Regions from separate parts of the Gossypium hirsutum genome. Here region 1 is linked to region 2. The links are chromatin contacts, called in public Hi-C maps. All regions are on one chromosome and are shown on one strand. Each heading gives the region's core, a stretch centred on a gene start, on an enhancer-like site or on the middle of the called end of the contact. The rest is flanking DNA. Distances are from core to core; before and after follow the strand shown.

Evidence for each region. A called contact is a pair of places that touch in the nucleus more often than the background predicts.
Region 1: a contact with region 2 is called in a Hi-C map of leaf, with 2.0 times the contacts expected there. The contact joins the enhancer-like site here to the promoter of LOC107916628 in region 2. A contact is called at or near these places in 9 of 34 Hi-C or Micro-C datasets (anther, callus, leaf and 1 more).

What each region holds. Positions count from the first base shown.
Region 1 is chrA01:16,144,083-16,147,112 of Gossypium_hirsutum_v2.1, reverse strand. No RefSeq gene overlaps it. Among protein-coding and RNA genes, the nearest start is that of LOC107917069, 5.9 kb to the left of the region's middle. Within about 2 kb of position 1,747, at least 2 of the 9 cell types and tissues checked have an H3K27ac peak or open chromatin away from gene starts, as enhancers often do. A contact at or near this core is called in leaf, where this site is marked.
Region 2 is chrA01:15,995,499-15,998,483 of Gossypium_hirsutum_v2.1, reverse strand. It overlaps LOC107916628, which reads left to right and starts at 1,478. Exons shown (of 4, transcript XR_005926399.1): 1 at 1,478-1,621; 2 at 2,203-2,252; 3 at 2,335-2,696; 4 at 2,836-2,985.

The sequences.
Region 1 (3,030 bases), core at 498-2,997, 150 kb before region 2:
AAATATCATAATTTAATGGTTAAAGTACCATAGAAGCCCCTGTATTAAGAGTAAGATTGCATTTTACCCCTCTACTAAAAAAATGGGCAAATTGCCTTTGTACATTAAATCAAAGAGCAAACTGGTCATTCTGTTAAAAATTTAATCAATTTTTGCTATTAAAAATTGATCTTGTACGTCAACATGATATACACGTAGCACGTCACATGTCATCGTCTGATTATTCCAACAACCACATCAGTTTTTAATAGTATAAATGAATGAAAATTTTAATAAAAATGATCAATTTAGTCTTTAATCTAATGTATAGAGACTATTTTATCCATTTTTTAAATAAAGGAGGCAAAATACAATTTAACTTTTAATACAGGAACCTCCATGATATTTTTATCTACTTTATCGTTTGTTGTTTGTTTTAATGGTTTCATAGGACGGAAAGTACTAATTTGTACTAACAATAGAAACAAAACAAAATAAATAATGGAAACTATATGGTAATTGAAAACCTCGCTCCACTTTGTGTGAACTTTGAAGGATTAAGTTATTAAACAAGTGCGCTCTCTATCTCATTAAAATTACTTAATTTCTTGATTTTTCTGCAACTGAATGTGGAATTAATCATAAAACGACGATTATAACAATGCAAATAAGTCTCATGCAACCCACGTCGAAGAAACCCTATATATTAGGGTTAATATTTGGTATAGTGTATTATTTTTCATATTAAACAAATCTATAAAATTTAAGGGGAAACCTGATCAGTTACCTTGTTATTTTAATGACGAATGAAGAAACTGAGCTTTGCTTATTCTTCTCTTTTCGGAGAAGAAAAAGATGAAACATTAGTAATTAATCATGTGTCATAAATTATAAATGGTTTAATTACTAATATGACCTTAGTTTAATTGCCATTTAAGGCACTTGCTAAATTTAAAATCAATTTTCCTCATACTTTGTTCACTAAGCGATTTAGTCCCTATGCTATTTTTATTAATCGATTTAATTCTATAACATTTAATAAGTTGACTTTCTCGATCTGTACTTAACACGTAATTATTCTATTTTAATTAATTACTAACTCAACTCAAATTAATCCAGTCCAAAACCGAATTTTACGACACCATTGAAAATTAGATCATTACACCTACACTTTAATTTGAGAAATTTGAGTCCTTATACTTTCTGAATATTAAAATTGTAGTTCTGATCCAAACAATAGCAGTTAAATCTGTTTGGTTAAATTCAATTATTGGCCCCCGTATTGTGCGTATACTTATAGATTTAGTCTATATTCTCAAATTGCACCATCATAAGTCCCTATACTTTTCAAATTTTGAAACTTCAATATTGAAGCAAATAACAATCATTAATCCATTAACTGAATTTTTTGTAGGTAATATGTGGAAATAAGAAATTGACATAGCATTACACACATGATAATATGTTTGCCGTATCTAATTCTAAAAATAACATAATTTAACTTAATAAATTTAACAGTTATCGTTTTGGTAAGAATTAGAATTTTAAATTTTAAAAAGTACAAAGATTAAATCCACTACTTTTATAAAATATAGGGATTAATATTAAAATTTAACATCGCTTATTTTATAAGAAAACAAAGGCGAGAGATGAGGGTCGGAGGTTTGGGCCTTTGGTTGAGATGAGGATTTGGGTTTCATGAGTATGGGGTGTTTATCTCATGGGGACAAGAGGAACATGTTCGGCTGGATTTTTAGTTTAATGACGTAGGTTGTTCTGCCCACACCTAGCCTGGCTGTACCGACAAATTTTTACATGTCTTTTGCCCAGGCTTATTCGGGTGGGCTGAAATCCTATTTTCACTTGTATTTATTCAAGGATCGAATTATTTATTTAAATTTAAAGGTTTATTTGATAGTTGAAAAGTTTGAATGAAATTGTTAAATTCAAAAAATGAATTTAAACAAAAAATAAAAACTTGTTTAACATATAAATTAAGCTCAAGCTCTAATAATCAAAACCCGACTTCAATTCATTTTTTAAGTTTATAACATCTTTTCCTGTTTTTTCTTCATTATGTAATTTATATCACATAAAAGCTCAATATATTATACTATAATTTAAGTATTAAAAAATATGTTAAGCTACTTATATTTAGAATTTTAATAAAATAATTGTAAAAAATATCTATATAAAATTACTTAATATTAAATAAAAATAAAAATTTAAATAAATTCGGGTCAACTATTTACAAATATAAATAAATATGACCAAAAAGTGATGCTGATATGTTAGATAAAATTGAGCTTAGATAAATGTGTATGCTGTTAATGTCATACATGGTCTTGGTACTAATCCTGCTCAATTCAGTAGAAGAACAACTCTATTTTTATTATTTTAAAAATAATAAAATAATAAAAATATATATTTGTAATATAACTAAAATAAAAATTATTAAGAGAGTAGTTTAGAGTTTAGACGATCTCAGATGGAAAATAACATTGATGAAGGCGCAGTGCAAGTTGAAAAATATTTAGGAAAATTCAGAATAATGATAACAAAACACTTGCAAGATTTAAAATCTTGGTTTTTGGGGGGTAATATTTGGAATTAACAACTTAGCAAAATCAGCATTATAAAGTGCAATTTTTATTAGAAGAGACATCCGACATATCTAGGCCTCAAAAGCCGACAATCCGTCCGGGAGCAATATGAGTATAGTGCAGTCCCAGTCCCACCTTAGCCATTGCTCTCTCTGCACAGTGCTTAATGCTCCTTACCCAACCACATTCACACCTTCAATCTCCTCGTTACATAGCAATGAATGGCTTGATTCGACTCTCAAGGGGGAGATTATTCCAACAAACAAGGTGTTACATTAAGTGCTGTACGGAGTATTATAATAGTTTGGGTAACACTGCTAGTGCCAAGACAATTATCCGGTTATTATTTATTTCCATATTTAGATATATCATATCGAAACTATTTTTTGAAAATGGGAATCGACTTTGTTTAAAAGCGAAAATTAAAACGGGAGTCGCCACCGATCTT
Region 2 (2,985 bases), core at 229-2,728:
TTATAAATAGGGACTTAACAATATAACTTGCAAATCATGATGCAGCAAATCTAAAATTAGACCATTTAAAATAACATGCGGACCCTAAAAGCAACCATAATAGGTAGCCAATTCTTTAAACTTCCATTTTTTTTAGAAAGTCACATAATGCTGTAATCCATTACTCCATTATGAATGAATTATCATACAATTTGTTGCATTGCATTATGCAATTATGCATATCATAGGTAAGCCCCTAGCGGCGAAGCCAGAACAAATTGTTAGGGGGGCCGAATAAAATTTTGATTTTTTATAGTTTATATCTTTATAATTTGTAATGGATTAAATCAAATTTTTATAATTTTAAGGGGGCTAAAGTGTAATTTTACCTTTACTAATTTAAAATTTTTAAAAAAATTAAGGGTCAAAAGAGTAACTTTACATTTTAGGGGGGCAGGGCCCATGCCAGCCCCCCTGGCTTCTACCCTGTAAGCCCCCCCCCCCAATTACATGCCAACAAGAAGCTTTGCACTCCAGCCACCCCTCCACCTCAAAATTTATATCCGGTATGGTCTAAAAAAATCCCAACTTTAACATTCCAGTACATAAAATAATCCTATAACATATTATAGAATCATATCCGAAAAAATGACACTACTTTCTTATGTTTTCGTTGGTGTTAATAATCATTCATCTAAAATATTTTGCAGTATTCAAATGTTACTATAAAGAAGAATAAAAAACATACAACAAGTATAAATAGAAGCCAATGAAAGAAAATAAGAATTTCCATCTAGATTAAAGAGATAATTATATATTAGGCACTGAGATTTACATGGGCAGTAGGGAGCCATTTACAGATGGGCAAAGATCCAAATTTTGGTGGCACCTAATATCTTCTGTCCTTACGTTGCATTCTGTTATTCTTCCATAATTGAAACTTTCTTTGTTTTCATCCCATTTACTGATGGGCAAGGACCAAATTTTGTATTGTTTAATTTGACGTATGAACTTAAGCTTTAATAATGTGTGAAATACAAATGCTTTATTTTGGGGATATAAATAGGAAATGAAAGTTGATGGGTGTAGTTTTATTGTAGTTTTATTTACTACTCTTTCATTATTTTTACATTATTTTTGGGAACTAAACTTTTTATTATTGTTTCCTTTTTTAATATAATATTTATTAACATTTATGAGGGACTTCATTTTGACTTATGCAATGAAAATTTTAAAAAAATACAATTATTATGCGTTCTAAATTACATATATAATCACTCTATATGTCACCACACTTGTCATATATTATTGTTTGACAAATTTTTTTTTGAAAAATCCGACTAAACTTTATTTATCTTAAAATGAGCAATATAATAGAGGCTTTTGGATCAATGAAAGTGGACCCTAAAAATAAAAGAAAAATTGGCCCAAAAGATAAGATGCCCACACTAAACAAAAAAATCAGAAAAATGAAAGAAACAAAAACCATCTAATCCAAACGTCCAATTCAGTCGGTATCAAAACAGTTGGTGTCCACTAATATCTGATGTTTCAAGTTCCCATGCCAGCCGTTCAAAACGATAGCAATTTCCTAGGAGATTTCATTTCCACGCTGAAGGCAAGTGAAGGCTGCATCCTCCAGGTATGTTTCCTCTCCCTTTCTTAAAGCTTCTGTTGCAAGTTCATGAGCTTGACTATTCTCTGATCTGTGAATAAACTGAAATTGCTTTCTTGGAAAAATTGTTTCTTTCTTTGAATATCTCGGATGTCCACCCCTAGCACTGACTTATCTGTCGTTGTTAAGTTGCATTTTTTTATAACTGTTTTTGAGTCTCCCATTATAATAACTGACTGAAAACCCAGTGAGATCCCTAACTTTACTGCTTGTAATCCTGCATATGCCTCCGCCATGAACGGGGACGATATTGCGGAGTGGAGTACTGATTTTAAGGCAAGAAACTCGTCCATCTCCCCCCCCCCACACCACCAGACCCGAAGTTGATCTTGAATATTTGCTATCAAATGTTGCGTCAAAATAGATAGTTACTGTCGTATTTCTTGTGATCCGTCTTTGACTTCTGTTATCACCTAAAGTAGATGGTTTTTCTTCCGATCCATCTATTTCTGCTATGTAACTGTAAACTTTTTTTGATAATTCTTGTCATGTTGTTATTTTCCCCTCATGAACAAGTTGGTTTTTGGCAATTCATATCACCCATGCAGCACAGCAAAAAAGGCGACACTATTGACTGTTACCTATGGTAAAAACCCAGGTAAGCCAATACCACTGATTTGGAATTGCATTATTTGTGACCCATGAGAGATTAAGATTTTGCCATGTTTCTATTGTTATAGGGCGCTGTCTAAACACATGGTTGCTATCTTCTTCTCCATTTCGACACCGGGGGCATAAGCTATCTGAAGCCACTTTTCTTAGTCTTAAATTCTTTAGGGTAGGGATAAAATTCCATAAAAGACGCTATATAGTGATGGCAACTTTTGATAGGAGGTGTAAATTCCATAATTTCCTATAGAAATTTTTTGTTTCGGTCTGTATTAAATAAGACCTAGGATCCGTAGTTGCCTCTTGTAATAGTTTATAGGCACTTCTGACTGTAAATTTGCCAAAATGTTCTCCTCGCCAGACATGGAAGTTGTTATGTTCTTCTTCCGCCAGGGGAATTTGCAAAATCTTCTATACAGTATTTTCTCGAAAGGTATTTTCAATTAGATCAGCTTTCCACTTTCTTCTTGTTGCTTCAATTAAGTCCAAAACTAACTCAATTCCTATATTGTTGATGTTGTCATTACTTCTATCAATATCTACACCTGGAATCCAATGATCATTCCAAACAGAAATTTGGTCTCCTTTCCTAACTCGTCAACATAAACCATCTTGCACTAGCCCTTTTGCTGCCCAAATACTTTTCCAGGTCAGAAAAGGTAAATTCCCTAGCTGTGCATAGATGAAATCTGACTGTGGATAATATTTAGCTTTTAAGACCT